2 separate regions of the Danio rerio genome follow, and region 1 is linked to region 2. A link is a contact called in public HiCAR-type data. All regions are on one chromosome and are shown on one strand. Each heading gives the region's core, a stretch centred on a gene start, on an enhancer-like site or on the middle of the called end of the contact. The rest is flanking DNA. Distances are from core to core; before and after follow the strand shown.

What was found. HiCAR-type assays count read pairs that join an accessible place to other places.
Region 1: a HiCAR-type map of caudal fin shows a contact between it and region 2, with 10 times the contacts expected there. The contact joins two enhancer-like sites. A contact is called at or near these places in 2 of 18 Hi-C or Micro-C datasets (caudal fin and embryo) and 1 of 4 datasets of contacts at active chromatin or transcription factors (caudal fin).

What each region holds. Positions count from the first base shown.
Region 1 is chr10:15,277,880-15,284,067 of GRCz12tu, forward strand. It overlaps musk (muscle, skeletal, receptor tyrosine kinase), which reads right to left. Exons shown (of 17, transcript NM_001004503.2): 17 at 5,044-6,188. Among named protein-coding and RNA genes, the nearest start is that of lpar1, 79 kb to the left of the region's middle. Within about 2 kb of position 4,187, at least 9 of the 62 cell types and tissues checked have an H3K27ac peak or open chromatin away from gene starts, as enhancers often do. A contact at or near this core is called in caudal fin, where this site is marked.
Region 2 is chr10:15,056,877-15,062,698 of GRCz12tu, forward strand. No RefSeq gene overlaps it. Among named protein-coding and RNA genes, the nearest start is that of lpar1, 140 kb to the right of the region's middle. Within about 2 kb of position 4,510, at least 2 of the 62 cell types and tissues checked have an H3K27ac peak or open chromatin away from gene starts, as enhancers often do. A contact at or near this core is called in caudal fin, where this site is marked.

The DNA.
Region 1 (6,188 bases), core at 2,937-5,436, 220 kb after region 2:
TTTTGTTGAAAGATGACCTGTCCATTCTATTTCTCTATACACTGCTGCACTCATCTTCCAATGATCTTGACTAGTATTAGCATAAAAACTAAAAAAATAAAATAAAAAATAAAATAAAATAAAAAAACTACAACTAATGCTATTCTACTACTTTACTACTACTCTACTACTTTCTTCTACTTTACTGAGATGATGTTGATCTGGTGATGAGTGGTGCCTGGTTTACTTCAAACAAAGTTCTATCTATCTGTATTACATATTTTTACTTTCAAACTGTAATGCTTAATAGATTACTCGGAACTGGTACATAATTACTTACCTTACAATATAACTGAGTTTTGAGTTACTTTCACTAGCTACAAAAGCAGAACTTAAAGACAAAGTTTGTAAAAAAAATAAAATAAATTAAAAAATTATATATATATATATATATATATATATATATATATATATATATATATATATATATATATATATATATATATATATATAACTTGCATGACTGCAACTCCCATAATTCTATACCCAATCACAGTGTCATTGATTGTCATCTTTGCATATACGTAACTTCTTTCACAATTTTCATGGAAGTACCTCTCAAGCTCCATCCGGTTGGATGTGGAGCATTGTTGCATAAGCATTTTCACATCTCTCAAAAGATTCTCAATTGGGTTGTTTTCTGGGCTCTGGCTGGGCCACTCAATGACATACACAGAGTTGTCTTGTAGCCACTCTTTTGTTGTGTGCTTACGGTTGTTGTTCTGTTGAAAGATGAGCAGTCCAGTCTATTTCTCTATGCACTGTTGCACTCAATTTCCAATGACCTTGACTAGTATTAGTGTAAAAAATAAAATAAAATAAGTAATAATAAAAACAAAGCTACAGCAGATGCAATTCTACTATGCTTTACTGTAGGGATAGTGTTGACCAGGTGATGAGAGATGCCTGGTTTACCCCAAACAAAGAGTTCTAACTATCTGTTACGTATTTATTTATTTATTATTTTTTTTACTTCCAAAGTTCCAAAGTGTAATACATAACAGATTACTCTTAACTGTTATTTAAATGTAATTTCTTACCTTACAATATTACTGTCTCAGAAGAGTAATTCGTTACATTACTTTGTATTACAATTTAAGTTATTTTTACTATCTAAAAAAGCAGAACTTATAGACAAAGTAAATCCAATGAAAAAAAAAAATGCTTGCATGACTACAACTCTTATAATTCTATACCCAATCACCATGTGTCATTGTCATTGTACATTGTATAATATCATTAAACTATGCCTTTGCTTTTAACATGCGCCCTTTAGCAGCAGAAACAATATACTCTGCCTTCAATAGGTTGCGGTCTTGTCGTGTATTTTTCTTTGAACAATTACATTTAGACAAAAAAATGTGTTATAATGCACATGTTACTCAAGATGTAAAGAGTAAATATTACTCAAAATGTAACTGCATTACAGTATAATTAGTTACTATAATGCATTACTTTTCTAATGTGTTACTCCCAACACTGTTCATGAGACCAGATAGTTTTAATTTCTTGTTGTCATTAAGTCTTTAAGGTGACTTTTGGAAAACATTAAGCAGACTGTTTGGCCACTCTACCATACAGGCTTGTTTGGCGGAGCACTGCAGAGATGGTTGCACTTCTGGAAAGTTCTTCTCTCCTTGTTCTGGGCGGCTGACCCTAGAAAAAGTACTGATTGTTTCAAACTGCTTTTTATTTCAGATTATAGAGGCCACTGTGTTTTTTTGGGACTTTCAACAATGCATATATTTTTCTGTATATATTTACCCTTCACCATATCTCATATCTATTTAATCCTGTCTCTGAGGTCTAAAGAAAATACATTCGAACTTCATGGCTTGGTATGTGTCCGAGGTCTACAGTTAATTCACTAAACTTCATGGTTTGGTTTGTGCTCCAACATGCACTATTAACTGTGGGACCTTATATAGACAGGGTTGTGTCATGCCCAGTCAACTGAATTTACCACAAGTGCACGCTAGTCAAGTTGTAGAAACATTTCAAGGAAGACAAGGAAACAGTATCATTTCAGCCCAATTTTCAGTGTCAGTACAAAGTCTTTGACTACTTATGGACATGTGATTTTTTTTTTCTTTTATAAATTTATAAATATTTCAAACAAACTTATTTAACTTTTTTTTTTTTTTTTTTTTTTTAAGGGGCAATGAAATCCCCTGTGTCTCAGCAAGGTGTTTTCACACCTCAAATTTAAAAAAGTCAGGAAAGTGAAAAGTCCAGTTTTGTTTAGGTGAGAGTGTTGAGTGACGAAAGAGAGAGGAATTTGCAAGGAAAGGGGAGTTTTAGTTAGAGCATGCACTGATATTCAGAGGCAAAACAGCACACAGACGCAGTGTAGAAGGAGAGTTACTATGTTGATGCACTTGCATCTTGTGTCAGAAACCCGTGTGTGTGTATAGACTATCCTGTCACAAAAATCCTACATGACGGTAATAGATTGATTAAAGTGTTAATGTTTACATTCAGAGAGCAGTATTTACAGCGGATCTTTCAGCCCATAATATTGTAGTGATATTAACATACTTTAAACTGTAAACAAATTATTTTGACTAAGATAAGTCTTTAAAACCTGAAAGGGTACTGCTGACATTACTAAAAAACTTTGCCTCTGAATAATCACAAACAAAGAACACTGATCACTCACTTACCACATCTGTAGAGACAGGACAATCAACACCAACTGCAACCACGTCTTTTTTAAAAGGAGACTTTTAAAAAAACATTTTACCATTTTCACTAAAAGCTCTCGGGTAAAAAAATGTTCCTTATGAACATATTTTTGTCACGCATTAACAGACTACTGTAATCTACACTAAGTACAGCTGCACTCTCATAGCCGGATATTAAAAACCAAACCTTCCTTTATTTACCTTCCTTCCATTAACGCAACACTGATGACAACAATGTCTCTAAACAATTCTTCTTCCACTTGTTTTAATTACAGTTGGCAACACAACGTAGCGTCTTCCTGATGATGAACATTGTAACAGGTAAAAACAGTCTTCAAAGCTATCATGCATAATAATGAAGTTATACCTCATTAACAATAGAGCACACTGATTCGTTCGAACCAAGTCTATCTCTTGAAATAATGATGAAAGCTCGAAAAACACAAGTACAGATAGACATTCAGACTGGAATACACACAAGGATCTAATCGCTGTGACATAGCTTCTAAATTCCTTTTCAAACCGGATGAATAAATAAAGAAAAGAAAAAAAAAATCACTAATTGTGTTTTTAGCAGCGTGGGACACATATATGACTGTCAACATCTCAAATAAAAAAGTGTTTTGGTGTTTCATGACCCTTTAAATGTAGAAAAAATTAATCATTTTGGAAAAAGTAATAACTTTCCAGATGTACTATACATTCATAAATAACCAGGAATTACCAAAAATACTACAAATCTGGACATACTACTTAAAATACAAAGGGGAAATTATCTGACCTATGTTATCAACTCATACATTTTGTATAATATTAATTCTTTATGCTGGCCTTTATGTATTCATGGGAATTAACCATTTCTAAAATCTAAAACATTCTTTAATTGTAATCCCAGAGAAGTTTTTATTAATTATATTTATTATCAATATAGGTTCTGTTTAACCTTATAATGTTCAATATTATATATGTATATATATATACGAACGGATTCACGAGCCATGGCTCCTGCCAGCACGTTTGGAAGACGGAGAAAAAAAAAATGCCCAAAGGCCCAAATGCATTTTTTTTTTCTCCGTCTTCCAAACGTGCTGGCAGGAGCCATGGCTCGTGAATCCGTTCGTCACTTGTTTTTCCTGGCCTGCTACTTGGACGTCTGTGGTTTTGCCTTTCTTTACTTCTTGAGGTTTCTATAACAGTGAAAACTCATGGCAAAGACGATGTATTTCTAGGATTATCAGATAGGATCGGACATTCTTAGATGATAAATGAAAAGCCGGAATAAAAAAGAACTGTCCCACACACGTTGAAAGTAAATCCTTCATCTTTGTTCTTCATTAAATGCCAGCGTGATTTAATACTGTCTCAGTAAGTTCCTGTTTTGAATGCTTTGAGCAAGAAACTGGCCCTAACGCAGAGAAAAGGTATTGCTATAAATCACGAGGTCGTTTTAGTACTTGTGATGTAACACTGCCCCCTGTCTGTTACATGATATAAAACTCAATATTTATTTGGAAACACAAAAGTCCCATAGACCAGGGGTTCCCAAACCTTTCAGCCCGCAACCCCAAAAATAACAGTGTCAGTGACTCACCCCCTTTTTTTTTTCTAGAAGGTGGTTATAAATCTCCAAAAGTTGCACACAACAATAGGCATACTTATAAACATGAGCATATTAACAACACAAAACTGCAACAATCTAATAACCATTTTTTTTCATTCATTCATTCATTCATTTAATCATTTTCTGTCCATCTTAGTCCCTTTATTTATCTGGGGTCACCACAGCGGAATGAACCGCCAACTTATCCAGCGTAAGTTTTGCGCAGTGGATGCCCTTCCAGCTGCAACCCATTACTGGGAAACATCTATACATCTTTATTCACACACACACACACACACACACACACACACACACACACACACACACACACACACACACACACACACACACACACACACACACACACTGGTCAATTTTAGCATACCTAAATCACCTATACCACACATCTTTGGACTTTTGGAGTACATGCAAACTCCACAAAGAAATGTAATTTAACTTTCTTCAGTGGGTTATAAATAAAATATGGTAATTCTAATAGTTTAATAAAAGTTATTTGAGTTATGGAAATGACCAAGCGACCCCTTGTCATTGTTCCGCGACGCTTCCAGGGGGTCCTGACCACGTGGGAACAACTGCTGTAGACTATTGATTGCTTTTAAATCTCAATAATATTATTGCAGTTAACTCAGTTACTGTGACTATATAGCACAGTGTTGCTTTTTAAATGGTAGAGCTGTGTATTTATTTATGAATATGTATTCAAGACAAAAGAAATTGTTTTATTTCAAACAAAATTCATATCCAACATCTATTCATACATCTAATGTAACCACAGTATTAAAATAGATTGCTAACATTATGAAATAATATAATGATAACATTATTATAACTATAAAAGTCATGCTATGCATGTGCAATAGCACATGTTCTAAGTATTTTTGTTTCTGATATAGTGTCAAAATATCTGCCTAAAGTTTGGACTGGCTGAACTGAAGTGAAGTCAAGTTGTTGTAGAATTTGTTATAATGTGTACTGTTATATACCCACTTTAATATATAGAACTTTTGGTTAGTACTTGAGATCTTACTTCTATTTGAGTTATCTCAGAGACATTGACCTTATTTTCTAAATAACCTGAAAACTAGTAATAAACTATATAAATTCCACAAATCTTTATATAGGATTTTGTCAAAATAAAACTGATTGAACCATTATAGTCAGTCAGTCTGTTTGTTTTCATTTCTTTGACAATATCATAATACATTTTGGTTAACTCATGAAATCATTTTACAAATAAAGTATGCTACATATTTACATACTACACTGTTTTACTTACTACTAACAAATAAAACAAAACAAACAAAGATCTTATCTTGGAATATCAATGTGAAACAAAAAACAAAGCATAAAATAAAGTGATGATGTGCCACTTTGGAATATACTATTCTACTTTTTTTTTTTTTTAATGAAATGCTGAGAACAGTCTATACGTTAAAGCACTGAAACATGTTCTTGAATGAATGTCTTTTTAAGAATTTTACAAAACTATATCTAGATGAATAGTACTTTCACTACTTAAAATATATCCAAAGGGAAGACAAAAGCAAAAAATACTATACTATATGTCTCTGCTTGCAGAGATTTCATTTTAGACTGAAGTGGTATATTATTACCCGGTGATTACAGAAATTCTCAAGATATGAACCTCAAGCCTTCACTACTGTAGCTCTCATTTGAGCTCCACCATACATCTGTGCCATAAAAAAAGAAAAAAACTATTGAGCTTCAAAGAGTTTGAGGGATCAAGGTATGTGAGCCTTTTCAATCGTTTAAGGCTTTTTTCCCATTCCCCAATGTTCTTTTGGGTCCTTGGGTATTTGTGGGACCCTAAAAGGTCCTCCGGC
Region 2 (5,822 bases), core at 3,260-5,759:
GTGTACAATCACAACAACAACAAACGTGTGTGCTTTTGCAAAATTAGAAAAAACAAACAGTGTAGGCATTCTGTCTTTTCTCTCTCCGTGAACTGCTTTTAGAAATGCATCAGTAAAATTCGATGAAACTCCGCAAATACAAAACACACACAGATGAGACATGTAATTCTAGAAAGCGTCTACTTTTAAACGCACCTATGTATGTTGAAAACAAACACTGCTTGATAAAGTAACCAGTATAAAACCAACACTATGTCTAGTTTCTCAGTCTGATCTCATTAGTTTTAATGAGACCACGCCCACGTGGCACTGTTATTACAAGCATCTGAAGACGCGAGCAGACTGGTCAGAAAAACACGTCACTAAAATGAAAGGAAACTCGGAAGATAGTCAACAAAGATGATGATTTATGATATACATATAAAGCTTGATATGTCTACTTTTGCATTAACCTATTCAAGTCGAAAACAAATGATCTATTTTTATGTAATCCGTATAAAAGTAAGGACTGGTACGGATTATCCTATATTACCTCATTACACAACGTTGTCCCGCCTCTTAGTAAGCATGCTGTTCATATGTAAATCCAGATGTAAAAACAACAGAGGTAAAGGACCACTGTCAAAAAGAGCTAAAGTAGACAAGAAGTGCTCCGAGTTTGCTCAGTAATGCGAGTAATGTTGGTTTGTGTCATGCCGACAAACTATTAGATGAAGATGTAGCCTTCAACGTCACAAAAATGTACAAAAACGCTACAAAAGTGGACCAAGACAAGGTAATCCTGCGTCTGTCAGTCTCCGCTGATGTCAAGAAGAAGACCAGGGGTTACAGTGAAATACTGCCTTTTTCCTGCGCCCCTCCTCATTACAAGATACCTGTCTGCAAGGCTACATTTCTAAGTGTCCTTCGTAAGTTTAACTTTTTTTAATAATTATTGTGAATACCGAATGAGAGGATGATAACTTGCGCCAAAAGCTGTTGTGATGCGCGCGACTGTTTAAGATTTCATTATCGCACATGGTGTGTTTTTCACCTGCTTTCTTTTGCTCACAGTACTTTTTTTAATATAATTAATTATCATTCTTTTTAAATAACATTACTCTAATATGAGATTATCAAAACTAACTCAGAATCGTATTATTATAATACAAACTTTGTATATACTATTCCATTCCATATATTATGATGTATTGTTTTTTTTTTAACCAATTTAAAATGTTTAATAATGTTAAGAATGTTGCATTTTGGCATGTTTTTCGACTTGTTTATAAACTATTTATAGACAAAGTTAAATAAAAAATATCCTAGGTTTGAAGAAATATTGTGTTCCTGGACTTCACCTAGCTCAAGTAATAGTTTAATGTAGAAAATAGTGAATGAACTTGGCTGTTGATGTCTTAAATAATAATATCAAATAACCAACATTTCTCAAAATGGATATATCTCATTTTGCAACTAAACTCTTCATTTACAAAAAATAAAAAATAAAAAAATCAGTAGATTTGCTATGTGTAAGTTTAAAAGTTTGCAGAGTTTTATAGAGTGTACTGACTCTCACAAATGTACTATTTCTCCAGTTATTTTGTGTGATATATATATATATATATATTTTTAAATAAACTGCAAACAAAAAATATATATATATTAACTTTCCTCTGATTCCTTCTTGAAACTCTTCCCTCCTAGTCACATACTGTACCTGTCTGATGGCTCATTATGCAGCTCATTATGCAGGTCTTTGTCTTCAGGTGTGACTCACTGCATAGTAATTATAGTTCACGCCTTCTCGCATAAACCAATTTCACTTCAAAAGTGACTTAGAATTTTTAATTTATTATATATTTTCTGTGAGCAAGTTAACAAGATGATTCCCACATCATTTTGAAGCAAAAACACTAGACTACCAGATCCAGTTCTCAAAAGTCTTGTGCACAAATGTTCTCTGTGTGTTGTTTCTGTGACTTCAAAATTTTAGTTTTTTACTAACCACGCATAAACATTTCTTTCTCAAAAACACAAACACATACAAATATGCTGCTTAATTATTATTGTAGCCCAACTTGTGCTGTTTACAGTGTTATCACACTCTAGCCATTAATATGTTTTTAAGGCACTGAAAACAACAAAAATGTCAGTGCAAGTCAAAACTTCTCCAGAACCCCACAACATCCTCAGACCCCAGAGAGTTAATGAGTTATGTGTGTGTGTGTTTTGATCAAAACGTGCATTAAACCAGTAAGAATCTTGCATTTGCTATTTACATGGCAGACCTTGTAGGTGGAAAAACTGATTTGCTTCACTAGCGAGAAAACAGTTAAACAGATTGTCTAAGCGAGGATAAAGAATGAGCCTTTACTTTACTCCTTTACTTTCATTGAGTAAGGATACGGTGGAAACTCACTCCACTGAAGACATCCATTAGTCTGCATATTTAATTTAGTTTGTTAAGGGCAAAGATATGTTTAAAAACAATTTCTAAATTCAGTTCTAATTTCTAGCAAACGAATAAATGAATAATAATAATGAAGTGTGGTAAAAAAAAAGCGTAATATCTAAACACAAGTCCTATTCTTATGCCCCATATTATGACACATCCACCTCCAAAACCTGATAGGTGGACAAATCTTAACTTGTGTTTATTAAAACAAATATGTTTTTCATATATAATGATATTTGTGTATTGCTGTACATCCTGTGTGTATTAAGCAATTTGTAAGCGTTTGGACCCGCATAGGCGCAAAAATAATGCATTCTGCGCTAGACTTTAGACCAGTTTTTAGCTGTTCAATTACAAAGTCTATTTTTATTCCTCAAAATAGCAATGTGACAACAATGCAACTTAACATGGCTCTTTTTTTAGACCAGCACGCCCATGACTCCACAAAGTGGCACAAATGTATTTGCAATTTAAACAAAATGCCGCAAAATGTGAAAATTCCTTAACCCAGGGTCATTCTAAAAATAAAGGCCTATATACATTTCCAGAGATCGCGAAAAACGTCACAGAAGCTAAGTTTTTTTTTTTTTTTTTTTTGCAGTTTTTGTTTTTGCAAATCCACCAGAGGCTGCTGTGTATGCATTTAAAATCTCAAGTTTCTTTCACAAGTGATGTTCACGCCTGGTTTCTCGTTTAAATTCATCAGAGGTCACTCTCAACTAACTTATTGACTGACCAACTGACCGATACCCCCACTCACCTAAACCCAACCAATATTGTTTTAAAAGCACAAATTGACCCACGTCATCATGGTCAACTCCTCTTTGCTTCTCAAGTCCTCCAACATACATGGAGAGCTAACTAGACAAACCGGTAACAGTGGGAAAGCTGTCTATATCGAAGTAAGTGGTCAGCTGCTAGTGTGAAAAAGAACAGCTTTACACTTCCCTGTAGTGTTTGTTTGTTTTATGTTTGTGTACTCACACTATGTACAGTGGCCTTGAACCGGGCCAAAGCACACTTGTCCCCCCACCCGTCTCCCCCGACGGCTCGCACTCACATTACATTCAGGCCTGGGCACGCTTACGTCATCAACGATACGCTGTTCAGTAAGCGCTTTCATTCAGCACAGTGGAGATTTCTTTATTTATATTGTTTTAGTTGTTTAATATGCAATGACACGTTGTCAAATATTTTGCCGATCAGATCAGCCTTTTTTGACGCTCATAAACAATCATAAAGTCCTCGTGCTGCAGAATTTATGAGGTTTGCTAAAGGTGCAGCTGTTGTGCAGTGAGGGGTTTGTGTCTTTAATAATCTATGACAGTTTGCGTTCATTAAACAGTAAGAAATATGAAACAATCACATAAAAGTCACATCTTGTCTTCAGTTTTGGGCTCTGGCACGCTTTGCACTCACACCACAAGTGTACCGCACCAAAGCCCAAGTGAATCACGTTCTGGCACACCTCTTCTAACTGGGCCATTGCTGGCCAAGTGAACCATGCCTGAGCTCGATTCAGAGCACTCACACTTCTCAAACGATCCGGGAAACGGGCCTGGGCACTGTTCATAACAGTGATTTTAGCATAGTGTGAGTAATGTAATACACCCTTAAAAAGACGAAATGCAGCCATACGTACTTCTGGCAATATAATTCACAATCTCCATGTATGTATATAGAGCTACTGTACATTTTCAGAATGTTGAAATTACTGTTGCCCTAGTCTGAAAATAGCAACAAATCGAGCCATGCACGTCTTGCACATTTATTGGCTGGGTGTATAGTAGTAGTCCTAGTTTAGTGTTCATTCACTCATTCATTCATGAGTATTTTTACATAAAGTCTAAATGCTATCATGGATCCTGAATCAACTTTTTTCAATGAACACTCTCTATATATAATTCTCAGATCTCATCATAATGGAGAGCATCATTACGTCACCTAAGCAATAAAGTCGAATTTGATCAAATATTATTGCAAAGCATATCTGGGGGGAACATTCCCATGAAGAAAAGCTAGTGCAATGAAGTGTGGTGGTTTGTGGAAAAGACAGCAATGCGCTGTCATAATGGGTGGTGGTGTAAACATCTTGTTCCAAAACAGAGACTCCCTCCGGCTAGCTTTCTTCAGGAACTCACTAAACAACACTTATTATTTCTTGGCTGTAGAGACAGACATTCTCTTTTGAATTTGAGCCAATTAATAGTATCACCCTCTTGGAAAAACACCACGTGGAAACAAGATGTGCATGAAAAGTGCAAATGAGGCCCAAATACACAATGTGAGTTGTTATGGTTAATTCAGGAATCGATTTGCAAACGTCACGGCAACTTTGATCTTCTCCTCAGACCCAGTCACTTTCAAAACAAAATAGAAATTATATTATCATTTACTATTTTCTTGTGTGGACTAGTGATGACTGCTTTTAAAGCACTACTTCATGAAGCATCAAAACCTTTATGAATATTTTGTTTTGAATTAAGGGTTTAAGAGCACATATCTGGTACATTACTGGCAGCTAGCTCTCTGCAACATCCACATGGTCACCCATTGAAGCTAAACAGGGCAGTGCCTGAATGGGAGACCATATGGGAAAGCTAGGTTTCTGCCGGAAGTGGTGTTAGTGAGGCCAGCAGGGGGCACCCAACCTGCGGTCAGTGTGGGTCCTAATGTCCTAGGACTCTATACTGCTCAGTGAGCAATGTCTTTTGGATGAGATGTTAAATCAAGGTCCCAACTCTCTGTGGTCGTTAAAAACCACAGGATGTCCTTCGAAAAGAGTAGGGGTTTAACCTCTGCATCCTGGCCAATTCTGCCCACTGGCCTCTGTCCATCATGGCCTCCTAACCCTCCCCATATTAAAATTCGCTTCATCACTCTGTCTTCTCTCCACCAATCAGCTGGTGTTTAGGTTACGGTCTGGCGCAAAATGGCTGCCATCGCGTCATCCAGGAGGATGCTGCAGACTGGTGGTGGATGAGGAGATTCCCCCCTATGTGTAAAGCGCTTTATGTGGTCAGAAAAGCGCTATATAAATGAAAGGAATTTTTATTATTATTATATCAACTTGGCAAAATCAAGTGATTGAAGTAAACAAGTCTTCGAAACATACTGAAAATGTAATGGTTGTCCACTTGGGGGCGATCTGTGTGATCTTGGATAAAGTTATACGGGCCCTATCATACACCCGGCGCAGTGTGGCGCAAGGCGTGACGCAGTAGTCTTTTGGTAGTTTAAGCTTGGCGCAAGAGCCGTTTTGAGGCGTTGCGCTACGCTGTTTAAATAGCAAATGCATTAGCGCTCATTTTTGCACCCATAGGCGTTCTGGTCTAAAAAGGAAGGCGTTCTGAGGCGGACCGCTGGCGCGTTGCTATTTTGGGAA